Linked DNA regions of Cricetulus griseus: region 2 is linked to region 1. The links are chromatin contacts, called in public Hi-C maps. All regions are on one chromosome and are shown on one strand. Each heading gives the region's core, a stretch centred on a gene start, on an enhancer-like site or on the middle of the called end of the contact. The rest is flanking DNA. Distances are from core to core; before and after follow the strand shown. Region 1 holds the start of Tspan9 (tetraspanin-9). Region 2 overlaps Tspan9 (tetraspanin-9).

The links. Hi-C and Micro-C count contacts between places; a contact is called where the count stands out from the background.
Region 2: a contact with region 1 is called in a Hi-C map of the CHO-K1 cell line, with 2.6 times the contacts expected there. The contact joins the enhancer-like site here to the promoter of Tspan9 in region 1. A contact is called at or near these places in 2 of 8 Hi-C or Micro-C datasets (the CHO-K1 cell line and fibroblasts).

Annotation. Positions count from the first base shown.
Region 1 is chr8:18,264,112-18,270,927 of CriGri-PICRH-1.0, forward strand. Tspan9 (tetraspanin-9) reads left to right here and starts at 2,251. Exons shown (of 9, transcript XM_027428363.2): 1 at 2,251-2,380.
Region 2 is chr8:18,305,075-18,312,812 of CriGri-PICRH-1.0, forward strand. All of the region lies in intron 1 of Tspan9 (tetraspanin-9), which reads left to right. Among named protein-coding and RNA genes, the nearest start is that of Tspan9, 43 kb to the left of the region's middle. Within about 2 kb of position 5,212, at least 4 of the 6 cell types and tissues checked have open chromatin away from gene starts, as enhancers often do. A contact at or near this core is called in the CHO-K1 cell line and fibroblasts, where this site is marked.

The sequences.
Region 1 (6,816 bases), core at 1,001-3,500:
AAAGTGGGGTGATTAATAACCATGCCAGGACAAGAGGAGTAAATGGGAGATGTCCTCCAAACTTGGAGGAACTTCATCTGTAGCTTGCTCAATAATACAGTTATCCTTTTAGTGTTTTTCTTGAGTGCAATGGGATTCTTCAGAAGCCTGCTACCTCATGCTTTCTGGAGTTCTTTCTCCAAAAGCCTCTGGCCACATCATTAGGTTTATTTGAGTTTTCCTCCTGATCGGTGTGTTCATCACATAGATCATAAGTCACCTTGGTTCCTTTTGCTGAATAATCCCTTCTTCTCTCCAGCTTTTCCAGCAGCCTTTTCCTGCAGTCATGAATCCTGCCAGATCTCAGCACCCCCATCTCTGGGTGTGCCAAAGTGGGATGGACAGCCTGGGTTCCTGCAGAGGTGAGATACCGAAAGATTCTCCATAATTCCAAGATTTCAGATCTGTCCATGTTCGTTTAAATCGAGAGGAGGGGAGGAAACTAGCACTCACCGGAATCCATCTTCATTACCTTAGATCCCTCTCATCTATGTGAGCTGGAGTGCTGTTGGTGGGACCCCTTTCCTTTCTGAGGAACCTGTGGCCTAGAGCTGCCTCCACCCAAAAGAGGCAGGCAGGATCACACACATCTGCGTGGCTCTAAAACCAGGAGTTTGTTACCTCACCCGGCTGCTTTGTCTGATCCTACCAGTAGCTATCACTATCAGGCCCCCTCTTCTCTCTACCTCCTCTTCTACACAGCAGACAGAACTGACCCCCTCAGTCGTGGTTGGAATATTGGTGGGGTCAGCTGGCAACACTTTATGCCAGGGGTTGGTCTTGAATGAGTGTTTTTTTTTGGGGGGGGAGGGAATTGGGAGGGATTGTTTTTTGAGACAGGGGTTCTCTGTTTAACAGTCCTCGTGTCCTGGAACTCACTTTGTAGACCAGGCTGGTCTCAAACTCACTGAGATCCACCTGCCTCTGCCTCCCAACTGCTGGGATTAAAGGAGAGCACCACCACCACCACTTGGTTTGAATGAGGTTTTGAAGGAAGAGAGGAGACTGTTTCTCAGGCTGAGAAATGAGAACCCCTGGGGGCTGGATTAGGGGTTGAATCTAACTGAAACAAACAAGACTAAGGGAGGTAGCCCAGGAGATTAGTGGAAACTGCCAAGCAGTTAGGGGAATGCAAGGGAGATCCTTGCAGTTTAAACACTTTGTCTCAAGCTGGATGGGCTGGCCTGTCCCTGCAGTCCTAGTATATCTTCTGCTGAGCATGGTGGGATGCCTTTAATCTGTGCACTCAGGAGTCAGAGGCAGGAGAGTCTCTGAGTTGTAGAACAGTGTGGGTGGTCCACACAGGGAAGTCCTGGACAGCCTGGTTCCAGGTCCATCAGAGCTACACAGTGAGATCTGTCTCAAAAATAAATAAATAAATAAATAAAATACTTTTTTCTTCTGATATTTCAGGGCACTAATGAGGACAAAACACTTTCTATGACAATAAGGGCAAAGAGAGGTGAAGGTTTCAGTGGCCACTTCGGGAACAGGTTTAGACTAGGTGTTGCATGAATCTGTGCCTGCAGGAAGGTAAGCCCGAGATGTCAAACTAGTATCTCCCGCTTCAGCTTGGCCCCTCCCGGCCCCAGTGCCCTTTGCTAACACTTGGAGGCTCTAGCTCAAGAGGAGGCAGCGGCTCCTCTAATAGAGTATCTCAGGGCAGTATCTAGCTCACTTGTCAACACCTTAAATAGTTCTCCCGAAATACCAAGCAAGAATTTCTTAGGTGTGGGGTGGGGGTGATGAGGCCAGACAAGCCGGCACGAGCTAGAAAGCTGAGACCACGGTCCGGCAGCCTTGGGGTAGCGTGTGTGGGCGCCCAGCCCAGGAGCGCCACCTTTTGGGCCCTGCCCTCCCCTCCCCTCCCTCCCTCCGCCCAACCCCGGGAGGGCGCGGCCAGGCCGGATCGTGGCAGGCAACAGGCACAGTAGTGCCACCTTGGGGGAACGGGCGAGCCGGGAATCAGGGTGCAGAGGGAGGCTTCGGGAACGCCGATGGGGAAGCGGCACAGTCCTCCCTCCCGCGCTCACGCGGGGTAAATGGCCGGAGTGGAGTGGAGTGGAGGGGGGCTCCCGTGCGGCCCTTTGCCTCGCTCAGCCGGGCTCTGCCTTGCCTCTGGCAGCCGAGTCCTCCCGCGGCGCAAACCGCCGGCCTTCCCTAGTCCTCTCCGCCTCTCCCACCCGGCCCCTTCCCAGCCCCGCCCTCGAGCATTCAGACCCCGCCCCGCAGCCCGGTGAAGGTCCCGCCCCCTCCGCCTGCCGGCCCCGCCCCCCGTTTCCGCTGGCCGCGGCGGTGCGGGAGGGAGCGGAGCCGGGGCGCCACACCGAGTCCAAGCGCGGTGAGTGCGGCCGGGGCGTGCCCGCGACTCGGGGCTCCAGAGGGCGCGAAGTTGCGGGGGTTCGGCTCGGTGAGCGGCGCGCGGGGCAGGCCGGGCTGGGCCTCGGTCGGGTTCCCCGAAGGGTGGGTGTCTGGGGGTGCCCAGGGAGGCGGAGCTCTCGGGGGGTAGGGGGGGGGGGAGGGGGGGCGGAGGCGGAGGAGGGGCTGGAAGGGGCCGGGGCGTGAGGGGCCTGTCACTGCGCCCCCCGGGCTCTGCTGCGGGTCCCGCGAGGGCTCAGGAATGCGGGACTGCAGAACGGTGGACCGCTGCCGCCTCACGCCCCGGCCCAGGGATGGAGACCGTAGGATGCCACAGGAAGGGAGACCCCCCTCTCCTCCCCCACTCCCCGAACCGTCGGGGATCCGGCAGACCGGCCGGAGACGGTTCGCCCAGGGCCGCAGATACGACGGTCTGGCCTGCCCACAGACCCGCTGGAGCCCCCAGGCATTCCTCGGGCTACTGCTGGCCGAGAGGCACTCAGAGTGACAAGGCTTTGGCACACCCCTAGATCTGAGATGTAGCCCATCTGTGCGCGCAAGTTTGGGCCTTTAAAAAAACTTTCATGTGGTTGGAAAAAAAAAAAGAAAAAAAGAAAGTCCAAACAAGCAACAGCTTTTGACAGCGGCAATTGTAATTGTGCATCCTGGACTAGGTAGTGCTGGGTCGCGCTTCTGTCTGTGGTGAAGGATGATGGTCTAAAGCATCTTTCTCCAGATGACTGTCAAAGTCTGGAGAAGTTTGTTTCTGGGGTAATGAGCTCTTGTCAAGGCTAGGCTAGTCTTGGCACTCTCAATGTCTAGGTGAGAACTCAGCAGTTTGACTTTCTTGGTTCAGAGAACTTAATTTGCCTTTTTGACCTGCATCTGCCCCCTCCCCTGGGGTGATTCAGGCATTTCCTCCTCCAGGAAGCTTTCCTGGACTAGTGGAGAGCCAAAAGAACTCTTGCTTTGATCTCTACTTACCTGTTCGCTCCCCATCTACTCAAAACAGCCTCCAGGAAGGGTGTGTGTGTGTGTGTGTGTGTGTGTGTGTGTGTGTGTGTGTGTTTGCTACTGGGAGATATGGGGAGATAGGAGAGGGATCGTGAAGCATCTCAAACAATGGACTGGACAAATCATTTATATTTAGCTGAGGAATGCAGGCGGGAGTCAGACAATCACAACACTTCCTATAGCAGCCTGGTCCTGGCGCCTGATGTGGTTGAGTCCATGGCTGGGGTGAGAAAGGGAAGGACATTGGAGAATACAACTCTACGTATTACTCGGTTCTTCTAACTCATTGAAGACCTACTGTGCACAAGGTCCTCAACAACTGGAGTGCTTCCCAATGAAGTGGTTTTTGTTTTTTCGTTTTTTGTTTTTTGTTTTTGTTTTGTTTTGGTCTTCTTTGGGGGGACTCTTTAAATCCGTGAACAGATGTAATATTAATACCAATAACTAGTGTTCTTATAGTAAGTTATAGTCAGCCAAATTCATTTGCTGCACAGAGGTAGGATGTACTTTTATTGATCTGCACATGTCTTTGGGATGTTACTATTACCCACCTTATTGGTTAGGGGGATGGCACTAGAATAAACTATCTTTAATGTTACAAAACTCGTTGAGAAAGAAGTAGAGTTTGATCTGGAAGCTTCTCTGTGCATCTGTCTGTCTCCATCTGTACTGAGCCCGTCTGTTCCCTCCCCTCAACCATGTGTGAAGCATCGGACAGGTTACTGCCCTTCCTAGCTCTCGGTTTTGGAGGACCATTGGGTTGAAAGTCTCCAGGGGCTCTCCTCCAGCAGTAACTAAACTAATAGTGTAATATGTTCTCAGCACCCAGTCAATTTATACTTTAAAGTTTTTTATTTATTTTAAATTAGTATACACGGTAATAGGTCCCATTATGACATTTTTGAATGTAATTTGGTTTTGCTGATCTTTTCCTCACTCCTCTTCCCCTTGCTCCCCTCTCATCTAAATTTTTTTTTTTTTTTAATTTTAGGTTGAGTGTGTGTTATAAATGTGTGTATGTGTTTGCATGTGCAGGTAGAGCCTGGAGGTCTACACCAAGTGTCTTCCTTAACTGTTCTTTGGCTCTTATTTTAAGATTGTTGTTTTTCTTTTTCTTTTCTTTTCTTTTCTTTCTTTCTTTCTTTTTTTTTTTTTTTTTGAGACAGAATCTCCCACTATTTAGTTCTTGCTGGCCTGCACTTTCTATGTAGACTAGGCTAAATTGAACTCATAGAGCTCTATCTGCCTCAGCCTCCTAAGTGCTAGGTGTAAGGGGGTGTGGCACCATCCCTCCACTATTATGTTTCCTGTATGGCATACTGTCTTAGTCTCTTGCTGTGTGCTTACCATAAGCTTACTCTGGGCTTCTCCACAGGCATTGTGGAGAAGCAGCCTGCTTTGTGGGTGCACAGCCTTTGGGCCTGGGCTGGCTGGCAGGGTGCCCTCCCTCATCCCTGGCTTTGTGACCCCAATGCACCTGGTCCTGGGAAGTGAAGGAGGACTGAGGTAAGGCCTTGCTTGGGCAAGTGCCTTCTCCTCTGTTGGCCTAGGCTTCCTGCTTACAATATGAGGATAACAATACCACGCTTTCAGGGCCGTGGGAAGGAGCCCTGACAGAATGCATGTGAAGCATGTAGCTCAGGGCCTCAAACACAGCAGCAGGTGTGCAGTGAGTGGAGGCTGCTGTCTGTTATTTATAGCCTCGCCGGGTGGCTCGACTAACATGCTGGGAACACGAGAGGACAAGACTTCTCTTTTCTTCCACTGAGGCCCAGGACTGCTGAGGTGGTCATCTCTGCTCACTAAGAGGGAGAGGAAGGAATCCAGGTGCTGTCACCTGGCACTTGCCATCCTCTGTTTCTGCCCCCGGCTGCCTGTTCAGCCTCATCTCCTACTGTTGTCCTTCCAGGAACCCACATGTCCAGTAAAACTGCTCTCCCAAACATGGTTCAGTCATTTCTTCTTTGCCCTGTAGTTTGTGCTGTTCCACCTTCCTGGGTGTCCATCCTTCCTGCCCCCCAAGACCCTATCTATACAGGTATAGCTCTTCGCAGGGGTCCTCAGTGAACCTTTTGCTTTGGAACTCCTGTGGCATTTTGTGTCTCTGCCTGTCTCTTGCTAGGTAGTTCACTGACGAATTTCATCACCACCTCCCTCCATCATCAACATTGTTATTTATTTATTTTTTCTTTTTTGAGACAGGATCTTGCTATATAGTCCAGGCTGGTCTTGAACTTGTGATCTTTCTACCTCTGCCTCCAGAGTTCTGGAGTGACAGGCATTTGCCACCATGTCTGACTTCCTTATTGAATTTTTGTGCTCAGTTCTGGTGTTGTATCAATAAAAATGATAGAAGTTTCTAGGCATAGTGGAGTATGCCTATAATCCCTGTATTTTTTTGGCTGAGGCAAGAGGATCAGGAATTTAAGGTCATCTTTAGCTACTTTCTGAGTTTAAGGCTAGCCTGGACTGAATGAGACCCGGTCAAAAAAACAAAACAAAACAAAACAAAAAACAAACCAAAAAAAGCTCTCGTCTTCTTTGTACATATAATTCAGTCAGGAAGTTAGGAAAATGGGGTTGGGGAGATGTTTTCAATGTATTAAGTGAAGTATGGTGGTGTGTACCACAGTTCCAGCCATTTGGGACGCTGAGGCAGGAGAATGGCTGGAGACCTAGAGTTTGAGAGCAGCATAGTCAGTAAGTGGCTTCTGAGGACAGGATGTTCAAAGCTGGAGCAGTAACCCTGATAGAGGAGGGGTTTGTTAGGCAGTAGGAGGTGAAAGACACTAACCTCTAAGGGGAGTGGTTGCGCTTTCACCGGGGGAGGAGGGAACAGCCTGATGACAGATGTGTGACTAGCTCAGCAGGGCTAAGGTCTGAGACATGTGGAGACTAGCTAGTGAAGAGATTGGCAGGTAGATGAGCCATACTGTAGGTGGCTTCAGTTGTCCAGCCAGGGAATGAATTCCATACATCCGTCTGTCCTGCCATGTGCAGGCACTGGGTTAGTTGGTGAGCCTTTCGAGATTCTGGGATGTTTGTGGTTTTGGCATCAGGGTCACAGAAGCAGGTCTGGACTCAAGGAAGTTCATGGTGGAAAATCATGGTGAACGGCTAAGCACCTGCCAGGAATGGTGAGGAGGAGGAGGGCTCAGAGGAACCTTAGAAACAGGATCAAGACCATTTGTGGGGGCTGGGGTGTGGCTCAGTGGTAAAGCACATACCTAGCCTATGTGAGGCCTTAGCTTCTGTCCTTAGCATTGTAAAAATCCCACACCAAACCAAACCAAACCGGGCTGAATTTGTCACTGGTGAGGAGGCATAGTTCCCTGATCTTTTAGGAGCTTTGACTTAGGCCAAACCAGGGTTTGTGGCTTTAACACAGGAAAGAATTGCAGGACT
Region 2 (7,738 bases), core at 3,962-6,461, 44 kb after region 1:
CTGTGACTTTGGAGCCTGTTCTGGAATTCGATCTGCCAGACCAGGCAGGCCTTGAACTCATAAAGATCCATCTACCTCTTATTCCCGAATGCTGGGATTAAAGGCGTATGCCAAAAACGCCCTCAACTTAAAGGCGTGTGCCATCAACACCCTGAGCTTAAAGGTGTGTGTCACCAACATTCTAAACTTAACTTCTGAAAACACAAACTGTACCGTCTTATATAGATCAGCATCTTTTATAAAACAAGAACTTTACACTGTCAGGCTTTGCTTAAAAATAATTCTAAATTGAAGCTCTTTAAGTACAAACATTAATAAAAACAAACATTTGAAAACTGGTTTTAAAAAGAAATTTAAATTCCCTTAAGGTCTTTCTGTAATGTATAGAAGCATTAACATTTTAAATCTTAATTGAAAAACTTGTTTCTAAGATGGTACCTCTAATTTCCATGGGGTCACCTTTAGTCAAGATGGCGGCTTAAGTATTTTTTTTTTAACTTTAGCAAAATGGCGACCAGTCAAGTCATGTGACCAGTTACAAAATGGCCGTAACTTGCTTTGCTTAACACGCTTAAGCTTATACCAGGAAATAGAACAATTTTAAAACAAGTATACATAATTTACTTGAGAAATAAACAGGACTTTTTAAAAAACAAAATCAGCTTAATATGGTTAAAATTTTAACTTATATTACCATTTTTAAAATTTATTTGTAGACATGAGAAACCATAGCACAGTTTACATTTTTTTTTTACTTGTAACAACCTTTTCTCTGACCTTTAATAACTTTCCTCTGACCTTTTACAACTTACTTTAACCCTCTATAACTTTCTGTAACAAGCTTTTTAACAACTTTTCTCTGACCTATACCTCGCTTTAACCCTCTATAATCTTTTAGTTTATTTCTCTGACTTTCTTAGACATTCTTAGACAATTTTTTTTTCTCTTTATTATTTAAGCCTTTTATATTTTTTTTTTCAGTCAACATAAAAATTTTGTCAAAGTCCCTTTTATAGTTCTTAATAATTTTAAGGCCATTTAGATGTCCGGATCAGGCCAGATAAGTTCATACGCTCTAGCTCCATGTGCTCAAGGCAGAGAGACCTGGGGTGGGGGTGCTGCTGGTAACCCCAGACCCTTGGCCAATCCAGGGGTGGGAAAGACTCCTGCGGCCCCCCCTGCATACCATGTGTGTGGAGCACAGAAAGATGAGTAGTAGATCTCAGCCTTGTAGCCATGTTCCCTCAGAGCAGGGAAACACCCGAGACAGCCGCTGGGGCAGAAACAGCCCTACTGGGCATGCCTCATAGACCCTCAGGTGGGGATAGAAAGGGGGTGTTGTGGTGGATCCTGAATAGACAGGAAAGAATAGACGCCAACCCAATCCGCCCACGCTGCTCATAAGGCAATGGCGCCGGGAAGACGGCGGCAGAACTCAGCGGCTAACTGAGGCGGGTCCAAGTGTCCTTGGCCCGCGTCCATACCTCTTGGGTCCTGGGTGTCCTCAGAGTGGCAGTCTGTCCTCCGGCGCATCTGCCGATAACAGTTGAGGTGGCGCCATGTGCTCAGAGAAGAAAAGACCCCTGACCCCCTGACCCATGCATGCCACGTGCATGGGCAATGTGGGACAGAAAGAGATGCTTAAGAAACACATAACACAAATGACAGCACATTAGACAGCACAAACATTAGACAGGACAAACCGCGGCAAAGAAATGGTGCCCCAAACCAAAATTACAACCAAACCTTGGACTTTCATCCAGGGTGGAACCAAGGTTCTCGCAAGTCTGCTTACCCTATGGTTCAATTACAAATTCTGCGCAGATCAAATACAAATTACAAATTCTGCGCAGATCAAATCAAGCAACCCTCGGACTTTCATCCAGGGCAGGACTTCAGGGTCTTCCCCAGAAGTCCGAATTACAAATACAAATTCTGCGCAGATCAAATACAAATCATGGCATCAAACAAAACAGCAAGAGACTAAACAAGAAACATAGAACATTGAACATATATAAGTTTCGAGCTCGAATCATCTTACCTCCAAGATCGAATCCACTCAGGTGAAGGGTGGTGGCAAATCCCGGACGAGCCCCCAAAATGTTAGACCCCCGAAAACTCAAGTATCCGGGGTCTCAGGCCAGGTTCGCGGTCACCCCAATCACCAGGCGGATTCGAGAGCTTGCTGCAAACTGCACGAGGCTTTATTGTAATTTAACGAGCTAACCCCATGTTAGCTCGGGTCTTTCACCCACCCGCCATGGCAGACGGCTAGAAAAGACGGCTCCTAAGGTCTCCCCAAAGATCTTATAGGGCAGCGTAAGGGGAGTGTCTAGGGGTACGCACAGGCTCACGATTGGTGTGCCTCCAGGCTTGGAGGGCTTGCCCTGTGTTGATTGGTCAACTGGTTGTTATGGCTCATAGGCCCTCCCAGGGTGGTTGCTATGCTCTCTACGTCATTGCTGTGCGCTTGTCCGTAAAGCACACCCAGAGCCATAAAGCATAGCACCACCAGCTAACTTCTGATTGGTTCCTTGTCACAAGACAGGCATCTGACTTTCTGGTTTCTAGGACAAGGTCATAGAAGCACATGTTTAACCATTATGGCTGCCAAAAGGGAAGCCGGTTCCTTCAAGAACAAGTTCAAACAGGGTCCAGGGGTGGGGCTCGGATAGTCTTTGGAACCCAGCTGGTTAAACCTGCAGGACCTGCCGCTTGCTGGCCCCTCAGAACCCTTGTGTGGTAGGAAGTCAGCAGCAGGGGGGGGGTGCGGGGGGGGGGTGTGGGAGTTGGGTGGGGGTGTGGGGGGTTGGGTGGGAGTATGGGGGGTTGGGTTGGGGTGGGGGTGTGTTGTCACTGGGCCTGCTCCAACCCCATCTTTCCTCCTGAGCTCCTGCCCAGCTCCTGTGTCTTTCAGTCACCTTCTGCTGTGTAGCCTGAACTGTGTCTCCACGTGTGCCCCACGTGCTTTCAGGCCCACTTTTCTTTATTCCACCCTCCTTGTCCTTTCTCTCTCCTTACTGCTGTCACCGTATTTTCTTGTGTCCAGCCTTTTCTTCCCATCCGGTACAGGCTGGAATAGGCTAGGAGGCTGAACTAGGCATAGGGCGTTGACCATGCATGAATCATACTCAGGATAAGCTACAAGGTGGGGGCAAAGAAAGTAGCCATGGATCATCGAGGCTGCATACCCTGATTGGTCACCTGCCTGGCGTGTGGCCATGTGCTACAGGTGGGCTAAAGACGTGCACACACTGCCCGTGGAAGGGACCTCATGACAGTTTGGAGACCAGTGCTCATGAGGTACAGCTGCCCAACATTGGGTGATAATACAAGTTATGCCCAAGAGAGATTGGTTGGATACAGGGAACCTCCGTGGGGCTGCAGAGCTGGGGCCAGCTCAGCCCTTGTCACCGATTCCCTTCTAGGCTGTGGCTCAGTTCCAAGTTGTCGAGTGAGATTTCCTCTAGGAGGATGAAAATTTGGGGTGGGCCTTCCTAAAGTTGCCCTCTGTTCTGCTGAGTTGGTTGTCACTTACCTTCTTGGAGAGGTCTGGTGAAACTCTGGGTCACCTTGATCCCATCACTTCCTCCCAACACTGGGAAGGTTTTATATTTTATTTTATTTTATTTTATTTTATTTTATTTTATTTTTTCCCCTAATCCTCAGATGAGGAGCCTGAGATTTTGTTTTGAATTCAGTGTGCAGTCAGCGATGACCTTGAACTCCGGATCTTCCTGCTTTCTGTCTCCTAGGTGCTGAGTTACGGGTGTGTGTGCCCCTGTGCCCAGCCCCGAAGGCTAAGGTTTAGAGTTGGATGGGTCCCATATAGCTGTGGATATATTCAGGGCCCAGTGACACTGTTCTGTATTAGAGCTCAGACCTCAACACAGGAGAGAGTTATACACACATGAGGATTGAGGCTGGCTAAGTTGGAAGTTGTGGTCACCCTGAGCTTGCTTGCTTGGGGTGAGAGTGGGGAATACCTGGTCAGACTTGAACCTCAACCCCCTACTGATACTTGGTCCTGGTTTTCCTGATCACTTATTTACTTATTGTTTGTTTGTTAGTTTTGGAAAAAAGACCTCATTATATAGCCCCGTCTGGCATGGGACTCACTAGCCTGGCCTTGAACTCAGAGTTTCACCTACCTCTGCCACTGGAGTACTGGATCATTTGGTCTTTACAGTGTAGGAACGTGCCTCCACTGGCCTCACTAGTTTATGTTACCCACCTGTCTCCCACAGACACTTGCTGTGGACCTTCAAGGAAAGACATCAAGAAGAGTGTGAGGAGACACAGCTAGGACATGCTGGAGATAGGACACAAGTGGGAGTGGTCTGACTCGAGGCCACGCCCACCTCCTGTTTTTTGAGCTGGTTCTGAATCCTTAGGGGAAGGGGCCTTTACCTGCAGCAGTCTGTGCCAGTCTGATGATAAGGGAGTCGGGAAGAACCTTCCTTTCCGGAGATAGGAGGGTCTGTCCTGTCTGAATGTGCTGTGGCATCGGGGTAGTACCTCCTGCTCAGGCATTAGTCTAGGGAAAAGCTACCTTCTTGCCACATAGGATGCCTTTTATGAATGAATGCAATGTCGTTGTTCTGTCTATTGGCTGTTTTCATGTTACTTTGCCCTTTTTACCGGATGGCGTCATCCAGGAGACACCACCTCTTGGCTTTTAGGAGAGTCTCTAAAATGCCGATTGTGTTTTGCCTCAGAAACATGGAGGCAGGAAATGGGGTTGTCTGTTCAGGATGGATGCCTGAGGCCGGTCAGGAGTCTCTAGGGGACAGCCAGGCAGGATGCTGGGTGTCTAAACAGGGAGGGGCCCTGGGGAGGTTGAGGTTTCCTGCATTTGGTATATTGGTCTGTCCAGCTGTTTCCTGCTGATAGAGTGGGGTGGACAATGCCACAGTGACTCACCTCTGGTGTCCCTATGAACAATGGCAGCTTTGCCCAGGTCAGCAGGAGAGTGTTGTCATTCTAGTCACTTGCTTGTTTCTGCTGGGAAGAGGCAAGTACTTTCTTGCCGGCTCATGGTACTCCAGAGCCCTGGCATGGCGGGTGGCTTCTTTTTGGTTTGCTGTGGCCTGTCTTCACCCTTGCATGCCCAGCTCACTTGGAGCTCCTGGACTCTACACTGATCAGCTGCCTGCTGGCTAGGCTGGCCCTGCTTACTGTCCTCCCTTGCCCTGGGGCTGAAGTTCAGGGTTTGGCACAAGCATCATGGTTGGAGTCCCTGCAGGCATTTGAGGCTGGATAAGTGTCAGATGAGTGAGACAGCTGTATGAGTCTTTAATCTCCTCCAGTGGCAGAGGATTACACAATTTTTTGGTGGTTTTGTTACGTATTACAATGTTTGAAACTACTATCATTTAATTTTCGTCTTTGAGGTTCTTATCACAGTGACTAAGCACTTGCATGCTCACTAATCTTTCCAGTCACTCCAGGGGGAGGTGTCATGACTGTCAATTTACAGACCAGGACTCTGAAGTAGGAAAGGGTGTGGAACCGGCCCAAGGTCTCAGATCCTTCTTGCTTCAGAGTCCTGGGACATGTGGCTTTCTGGTAAGGACAGGGATACTGAGAGATTAAAGTGGGTAGTGGCACATCAGCCGTCCTCGATACTTGAGGCAGTGGATCTCTGCAAGCTCGAGGCCAGCCTGATCTACAGAGTGAGTTCCAGGACAGCCAGAGCTATGTAGTGAGACTCTGTCTTACACCGCCCTCCCAAAGAGTTTAGGATCAGGTAGTGGTTGGTCCACGTCTAGTGAGGGAGGATTGCTTGAGCCCAGGAATTTGTGGCCAAATGGGGCATCAGAAGAACACTGTGACCCCATTTCTTAAAAAGAAAAAAAATGGGGCTGGAGAGATGGCTCAGCAGTTAAGTACTTTGTTGCTTTTACACATAACCTGGGTTCAGTTCCCAGCATCCAATGGTGGCTCAAAACCATCTTTAACTCCAGTTTCAGGGTATCTGATGCCCTCTTTTGACTTCTACAGGCATCGGGCAGGCGCATGATGTACATAACATATATGCAGGCAAGAAACATTCACACAAATAAAATTAAAAACAATCAGCCAAACAAAAAAACACTTAAAAATAGTTTGGGAACTGTTGGTGGAAGATGAAAGGTTTGACTGGGAAGATACAGAAGTGAGCAGGACTAGTCTCTGCCTGCATTCCCCATGTTCACAACAAGGCAGACCAAATGGCCTGGCATTAACTGTTGCAAGAAGTGGTATGACCAGTGCTAGCATAGGAGCTCCCAGAGTAATTCCAAAGTGTATTTTCACCTGGCCGAAGTGAGAAACGCTTAGCAACTGGACTGGTCTAGATGTTAGTATGGTGTTAGCTGGGCCCATGCAGAAAATAATGCCATGTGTGTCTACAGTTGCAAAGGTGCAGCCCTGTTTGGTATTGTTATTGCAGTTATTTGGCAGCTTGCATCAGGAGTCTTAGAACTGTCCATTCAAAATTCTGTTGGTTGGAATTTATCCCAGAGAACTTTATATGTATTCAGTAAGACATCATTTGCAGTAGCAAAAAATTATAAACATATAAAGTGTCCAACAATAGAAGATGTATGTTTTTATACAGCAAGCCATAGTTAGAAATAAGTTAGGTATTAGTACACACACACACACACACACACACACACACACACACACACACACACAAAATGAATAAGTGAATGTAATTAAAATAAAGACATTTTGGTGAGCTGCCCATGGATGATAACACGCCATGTATCTCAAAAAGCTACAAGAGAGAATCTTGAGGGTTTTCAACATGAAGAGATGAAAAATGCTTGAGAAGATAAAAACATTCAGCTGGTGTGAGCATTGTGCAACACACACACATCTATTGAAATGTCACACGGTAGACCATCAATAGGTACGGTCTTTATTTTTCTCTATCAGTTAAGAAATAAATGTAGACTTGGTGTAGTGTCCCAGGCCTATAATGCCAGCACCCAGCAGGAAGAGTTGGAATTCAAGGCTAACCTAGGCTACATAGTGAGTTCCAGACCAGCATAGGCTAAGCTGTCTTAAAAACAAAGAGGAAATATAAGTAAGTGTTGGGATGCCTTCATATGAGGGGCTATTGTATAACCTTTTGCAGAAACCATGTCTTCAAACATAACATAGCTGGATATGGTGATATTTGTCCATAATCCCAGCACTATAAAGGCTGAGGCAGGAAGATAGTGAGCTCCAAGTTAGCCTGTGCTATATAGCAAGACCCCGTTTCAAGGAAGGAGCCCAGGACATGAAAAATACTTCTAAAAATCAAGTGACTACCAGAAGATATAAAACTGTTTGTACTGTAAATACTGCTTTTTAGATTTATTTATTTAAAACTTTTATAAATTTAAAAGTTTAAATAATACATTTCTTCTCTAAGTATTACGTCCCCACTGCGGTTTCCACTCCTCTTAGGCCTTCCTCCCTCCTCCCCTTCCTCCAGATCAACTCCTCCCCCAAAGAAAGAGAGAGAGCAGGGTTTCCAGGGATACCCAGTGAATGAGCATGACCTAACAAGATATGTTCAACCGTGATTTAGTTATTTTTATGAATATGAATGTTTTGCCTGCAAGTATGTTTGTGCACCACTTTCATGCATTCCCCATGGAGGCCAGAAGAGGGCGTCTGATTGCCTCGGAACTGGAGTTACAAGACCATTGTCAGGTTCTAGGAATTGAACCTGGGTCCTTTGCAAGAGCAGCCAGTGAGT